Regions from separate parts of the Sus scrofa genome. Here region 2 is linked to region 1. The links are chromatin contacts, called in public HiChIP or PLAC-seq maps. All regions are on one chromosome and are shown on one strand. Each heading gives the region's core, a stretch centred on a gene start, on an enhancer-like site or on the middle of the called end of the contact. The rest is flanking DNA. Distances are from core to core; before and after follow the strand shown.

What was found. HiChIP or PLAC-seq counts read pairs in DNA pulled down with a chosen protein or histone mark.
Region 2: a contact with region 1 is called in an H3K27ac HiChIP or PLAC-seq map of alveolar macrophages. The contact joins two enhancer-like sites. A contact is called at or near these places in 1 of 47 Hi-C or Micro-C datasets (epiblast stem cells) and 1 of 2 datasets of contacts at active chromatin or transcription factors (alveolar macrophages).

What each region holds. Positions count from the first base shown.
Region 1 is chr14:6,893,614-6,896,759 of Sscrofa11.1, forward strand. It overlaps BIN3 (bridging integrator 3), which reads right to left. Exons shown (of 11, transcript XM_021073387.1): 2 at 2,701-2,749. Among named protein-coding and RNA genes, the nearest start is that of BIN3, 32 kb to the right of the region's middle. Within about 2 kb of position 1,553, at least 13 of the 83 cell types and tissues checked have an H3K27ac peak or open chromatin away from gene starts, as enhancers often do. A contact at or near this core is called in alveolar macrophages, where this site is marked.
Region 2 is chr14:7,206,785-7,210,204 of Sscrofa11.1, forward strand. No RefSeq gene overlaps it. Among named protein-coding and RNA genes, the nearest start is that of RHOBTB2, 15 kb to the right of the region's middle. Within about 2 kb of position 1,292, at least 41 of the 83 cell types and tissues checked have an H3K27ac peak or open chromatin away from gene starts, as enhancers often do. A contact at or near this core is called in alveolar macrophages, where this site is marked.

The DNA of each region.
Region 1 (3,146 bases), core at 303-2,802:
GATCCCTCCACTTTGCACGTGAAAACCTTTCTCAAGTGAAGGCTCGACCTGCCAGCACTCCCGTCTGCCTTGACTTCCTGGAGTGCCCGTGTGGCTGGCAATCTAGGTGTGTGCGAGACCCAGGGAGACAGACCCTGGCTTCAAAGAGCCAAGCCTTCCATCATCCCGATTACGGAGGGAGGTGCAGCTTCTCTTTATGGATGGGGCAGCGGGAGGGGACCAAGTAGGTGAAGATGGGGAGGTGGGGGAGTGCTTGTCCTTCCACGTCCATCCCAGTGGTCAGTGCTTGCAGAGAACGCGCCCTTCCAGCCAACGCCTTGACACTTCTGGAGTCTGCGTTAATAACCTGGGCCCAGGAGAACAGGGAGGGCAAAGGCACAATGCTGTCTTTGTGTCTGACAGTTGGGTCCCTTGAGCCAAAAACCTCCTGAAACTCCCTGAAGATAACATGAGCATTTCTTCCCATGACTGGGGTGCCACGGCTTCCAATAACCCAGGCAGCCACATCTGCTGCCCTCCCTGAAAGTGCCTAGACAGGAAAAACAGAGTGCGTCACCAGCGTTCGGGGGCAGCTGCCGGAGATGCTGAGACAACCGCACAGCCTCAGCCTGCCTGGGGGCCAGGAGGGGGCTTATGGGGTTGGGGGAGACTCTGAAGAGGCAGGGTCTTGCTACACATGCTTCAGTGCCTCTGGGGAGTCAAGGAAGCGAAGGACTCTATTCAAGCTGTAGGCTGGCTCCGATTCCGCGTGAGAGCTCAGTGGCCCAGCCTACCGTTTCTTTTCACTGGGGAATCTGGCTGCTTAGGACACGCTGTGTCCTTGGTGGATTAGAAAGAGTCAAGTCAGCGCTCTTCTCATCATGTTGTTAACATTTATAGAGGGCTCACTACGCGCCAGGCCCTGTGTTAAGTGCTTCATATGCACTTAGATGCAGAACATGTTGGCGACACGGGTACTAGCAGCAACCTCACTTTACCAAGGAGAAAACAAAGGCTCAGGGAGGTTGAACTTGCGTTAGGGTCACAGACAGCAAGGGGCAAGGCCAGGAGGGGAATCCAAGGAGGGAGCCTTCCAAACCCAGCTTCTTAACCACTCCTCGATGCCTGGCCTGTCTGGAAGAGCTGATGCCATGAGTTAGAGGACTACAGTTCCATCCCCAACAAGACGGATGTGAGGAAGCGAAGAGGGAGGCCACCGGGCCATCTATAGGCACTGGGTGTGTACATCTGCCCTTCCCCTGTGGAGTCCTGGCCACTAACTTCTCAGAGTAAAGGACCCAGAGAGCTTTCCAATAGCAAATTCAGGCAAAGATGCTAGTCACTGCATCCTAGCCTCTACTTCTTTTGAGGAGAACAAAAGCTATTTTGATAAAGGTTGGGGTGTTAGGAGAAATTTTTGTTTGTTGGTTGGTTTTTTGGTAGTGAGTGCTGGGAATTAAAGACCCTTCTGGAAACCACTTCCCTTTCAGATCTGCCCTGGATTAAACTCTGGAGACTGGGAGCCACACCCTCCCACTTCCTGGAGCAGGCTGGAGCCTGCCCAGATGCTTGGCGCTTCAGCTGCGAGCCTGCACAGCTGGTCAGCCTCTGCATGGGAGGTCAGCTCTGAGTCTGTCCTCCTCCTGCCTTTGCTTGAAAAAAAGGAGGGCTCTTTTAACATGAACCCATTTCCCTTTAAGTGACCTACCTTTGGATTTCCCAAAGATAGAGCCACTGTTCAGATGTGTGCTGGACTTCCCTTCCTGCCAAAGCCAGTTCTGAGTCCTGGGCCAAGGAAGGCCAAGGTTATTAAGACAAGAATTGTCAGCGGCTAGGATGACAGACAAGGGCCTCCACCAGGCTGACAGCGCCGGGCTTTCTGGAGCTGTCACGGTGAGAGACACTGTACAGATACAGTCTCCCGTGGTAAACCCTCACTCAGATTTGTGGGTGAGGAGCTGAGAGGCCACACTTGACCAGAAGGCCACAACCTCAGGAGGGCCTTGCAGCCTGAGTGGGGTCACATGAAGCAATGTAAAGAATACCGAACAGAGCCTCGAACTCGAATTCTACTCCCAGTTGTGTCAGAATAGGTTTATGACCTTAGTCACTGCAACTCCTTGGGCCTTGGTGTCCTCATTAGGAAAACTCAGGAGGCTGGAATGGATGACCTCTCAGGGTTTCCAGCTCTAATTTTCTAAGAATCTAGATTCTCTTCTCTTCCCATTGTGGAGATAAAATAGGGATAAAAACTGGGGGCTTACAAGGAGGTAGAATTTAATCACGACTCCTGCTGAGTGGCTCCAGGTCCTGGCTAAGAATGCGTTTAGCAGCAGAGAGAAAGGGACCTGGACATCATGGGAAAGTCTCCCGGCCTTTAACACTGCCTGAGGGGGCCTATGCTGCAGGAACCCTTTCTGCAAACTGCAGACGGCCACGCCAGGTCCCAGTAATGAATGGGCTGTTCAGAAGCAGGGTGTCTGTCCGTCCTCACCCACCTCTTTCACCTGCCCCTGGAGGAGAAGCGGCCCAGGCTGATCTGAGGGAAGAAAGTGTCCCAGGACAGGAGGTCCTGCAAGCCCCCGTCCGGGCGAGGTTCTACAGCAGCACGACTGGGAGTAACAGGCCCAGGGCCTGCCTCCCCAGCCCTACGCAGCACTGAGCCAGAGCTCCGGTTCTAAGCAAAGGCCACCGGAGTCTTGGAAAGAACTGGTTACTCACTGTTTTGGGGACAATCTGTTTCTTGGGCTGCCCAATCTTAAAAGGAATCCTGTAAGAGAAAGAGACAAGGAGGGGTGTTAGGAGAAATGGGGGCAAGATGTGGCTGAAAAGACTGGATGAGTATGGACCACTTCTCTCCGGAGGGTAGTGAGGAGTGGCCAGGCCCGGGCTCCAGGAGAATAGTCCTCCAGGGACAGTGTCAGATGGGGTGGCCCGAGCATCTTTCCTACTAATGGTGTGTTGTTTAAATACACTGCAAAGGTGAAGGCAGGAAAGACGAGATACTGCACAAATAAAAGTCACCAAAAGTCTGTGGCTTGAGGCTCAACTGGATAGCTGTCATCCTGGAAAATGCGCCTTTAAAAAAACACCACAAACCCCACTATCACCTGCATTAGGTGTTTCCCTACTTTTTGAGAGAGAGACAAACGGTGGAGGGCTTCTTG
Region 2 (3,420 bases), core at 42-2,541, 310 kb after region 1:
TGGTGCAGGGGTGGGATGGGGGGGGGGGCATTTCTCCAGAACAGCAAAGCTCCAGATGTCAAAACATCAGAAAACACAAAAAATCAAATGGCATGGTTAACACATGGAGTAAAGGGCCAAGCCCCCTTAACTTGACTCTGGGACAGCTGTGAAGGGGGCCCCACAGCTCCCAGAGGGCTCTTCGAGGCCTGGATCACTGCCTCACAGTCCACCCTCCCCCTCTGCTCCCTCACGTGGCCCCACCCTGGGGAGCACACCCCAAGACACTTCCCAGGCCTGCAAACCTCCATCTCAGCCTCTGTCTCCCAGGGAACCGAGTGAAGGCACTCTCCAAGCACCGCTAAGCACCACCCACCCCTCCCCTTTCCATCGCAGCCAAATTTCCTGAAAGAGCCACCTCCCCCCATTGTCGCCACTTCCCAAAGGCAACTTCCACAACTTTGGCTCAGCTATTCTCAAACTTCAGCGTGACTCAGAGTCACACGAAGGGCTCGTTCAGCCACATGTCGTAGGCAGCCGGCTCCGAGTTCCTGATTCAGTAGCTCTGAGATGAGGCCCAACAATCTGCTTTCCTTCCCCCCCCACGTTGGAGGACCCCTGCTTTCAAAAAGCCCCTTCCTGGTGGGGCCTCTGTTTCCTGTCAGTCTCCCCTTGTGCCTTCCTGAATCTTGACATCCTGTGACTCCTGCAGTCACTGAGGGTTCTCCTGGAGACAGGCCCTCCCTCTTGCCTCCCAGACTTTGTATGGATTTTGTTTGCATCTCAACACACCCCTCATGGGTTTCCCCTGCCCCACGGGTCCCCTTCCAACTTCCTGTCTCTTCTCAAGTCACTTCTTCAGGAAGTTTCCCTCCTCGGTTCGCCTCCCTTCCCAGGCAGCCCTCTGCAAGGCATCCCTGAGAGAGTGGGGGCACTGGACACCAGGGAGACGGCTCTTTTTGATTATAGAAGCCCCTCTTCCCGGCTGAGGCAAAATGGCAAAGGAAGAGGCTGCGATGGGGGTGGGGTGTGCTGGGCCCCCTGGAGGCTCTGGTGAGGACAGAGAGGAAGAGGCTGCTGTGTCTGCAGGATTCGGGGTGCTTCCTCTGGCCCTGAATGAATGCCCTCTCCTCCCCAAGGCTGGCAGTCTTGTCCTGCTCTCCTCAGCCCCTGCAGGCCCCCTGCCCTCAACCTCTCTGTCCCTCCCACACCCCACTGCATGGGCCAGATGAGACCCACATCCTGCACCAGCTCTCCCAGGGGAGTGGCCTCCCCACTCTGGGGCGTCCAGCCAGCCCTGGTGGGAGTCATGTGATCACTTTGGTATGCGTGACAAGCTCCCCAGAGTGATGCTTTGAGGGGTGACCTTGCCAGGACAGAACCAGCTCCTTGAGAATTTGCTGATGTACAGCTGGACTGCTCCCTGCGCCTGGGGGCAGGGGGCAGGAGTGGGGGATGGGAGAGGCAGAGTCAGGGGCCCACTCGCTTTTTCTCTGCAGATATTTGGCCCCAATTTTTAAGCCCAGGTTACGTAACACCTGAGGAGAAGGACGCTCCCCTGTCACCCACACCTTTCCCTTTCTGTGGAGCATTTCACAAGCTCAGCTGCTTCTCAGAGAAGGTCTATTTTGGGAGCTGTTTCCATTTGACCTATATTAAGCACAGTCACAAGGCAGAGGCAAGTTGCGGGGTGCAGGGTGGCCTGCTTGCTCTTTGTGCTTTTTTGGTGTCACGGGTGAGGAAAACAGACAAGCTGGTGCCCACAGCTTGGGAGCCAAGACCCAAGTGGCCTGTGAGCCTCCCCAGGGCATCAGGCTACAGAAAGTTCTAGACTCAGATGGTCCATCTATACCTAGGGGAGGTACAGGCCCAGGCCATGGTCCCACTTCGCGATTCTGATTTGCCTCCGCTGAGGCCTTGCTGTCGGAGAACACCTGAGTCACTGCAGCACTGGTCAGGGAGGAATTTAGGTTCCCTGCAGGCCTAGAATCTACCAGGCTAGGCCAGGATGCGTCCCAGCCTGGGCCTGTGAAACGCAGTTAGTACAGTTTTAATTGGCCTTCATGTCCCTTGGCGGGGAGTTCTCCTTTCTGAGTTAATAATTAAAATCACATGACCAGCAGGGGGAGAGAAAGGGCTGTTGGGAGCCACTGGCCCAGGCACTGTGCACAAACACGTACCGCTCAAGAATTCCCACCACTTCTCAAGTGGCCCGTGGACAAAATGACAACAGAAGTGATTCACCAACTAAACACCCCCTTTACCCCTCTTCCCTGGGGGCATGTTTTCTCACTTGAGCCCCTTCTCATAGTCCCCCCTCGGAGTCAAGGGCATCATTCCTGGGTCTAAACCTTGGCCCCATGCTGCTGACCCCAAAACCTACAGTGCCAGTGCTTCATCTTTCCTGGGAGTCAAGCCCATACCGCCACAACGTCCTCCCACTGATAGAGCACATTCAAAACCTTCAAAGCAGAACTGCACGCCTCCTCCACTCCCAGGTCAGCCCCGCTCTTAGGATGCCCCGCTCTTCCACATAGAAGCACAGAACTGAGGCTGACCTGACGGGAACTTGTCCAGCCAGCCCGGAGATGCTGGTATTACATCCCTTCGGAACTGCTGGAGGGGAGTCTGGGCTTTGTACTGTGAAGCAGACAGCAGGCTTTCTGACCCCAGCCTTTGTCATGGAGTTAGGGAAGGGCTCCCCTCCAGATGCTGGGTTTGTCCTGCACACCAAAACCATCACCCGACTCCTACCAGAGCTGGCTGGAAGCACCTGGGAAAGTGGGAGGGGGCTCCTCTGGGGGGGTTGGCGCTCGCCCTTTGTGAGGAGTGGGAGGAATGGACAGAGCTGGGCAAGGAGTGTAAGCTGAGCAGAGTGAGAGGAGATTTAAAAACTTGAGGTCAGAGGATCCCACATTGCCTTGGGCTGTGCTGTATGTCACAGACGCGGCTCGGATCTGGCGTGGCTGTGGCTCTGGCGTAGGCTGGCAGCTATAGCTCCGATTAGACCCCTAGCCTGGGAACTTTCATATGCCGTGGGTGCGGCCCTAGAAAGACAAAAGACAAAAACAAAACAAAACAAACTTGAGGTTGGATTACATTTAGAGCAGATAAGCAATGAGGTCCTACTGTCTAACTCAGGGATAGACCAGTATCTTGGGATAATGATGGAAGGTAATGTAAGAAAAGGAATACACACACACACACACACACACACACACACACACACACACACACGCACGCACGCACGCACGCAGGGCTGGGTCACTTTACTGAACAGCAGAAACTGGCACGACATTGTAAATCATGTATAACTTTTTTGTTTTGTTTTGTTTTTTAAAGGAGAGAAGTTCTTGTTGTGGCTCAGCAGTAAGGAACCTGACTGGTAACCATGAGGACGTGGGTTCCATCCTTGGCCTTGCACAGTGAGTTAAGGATCCC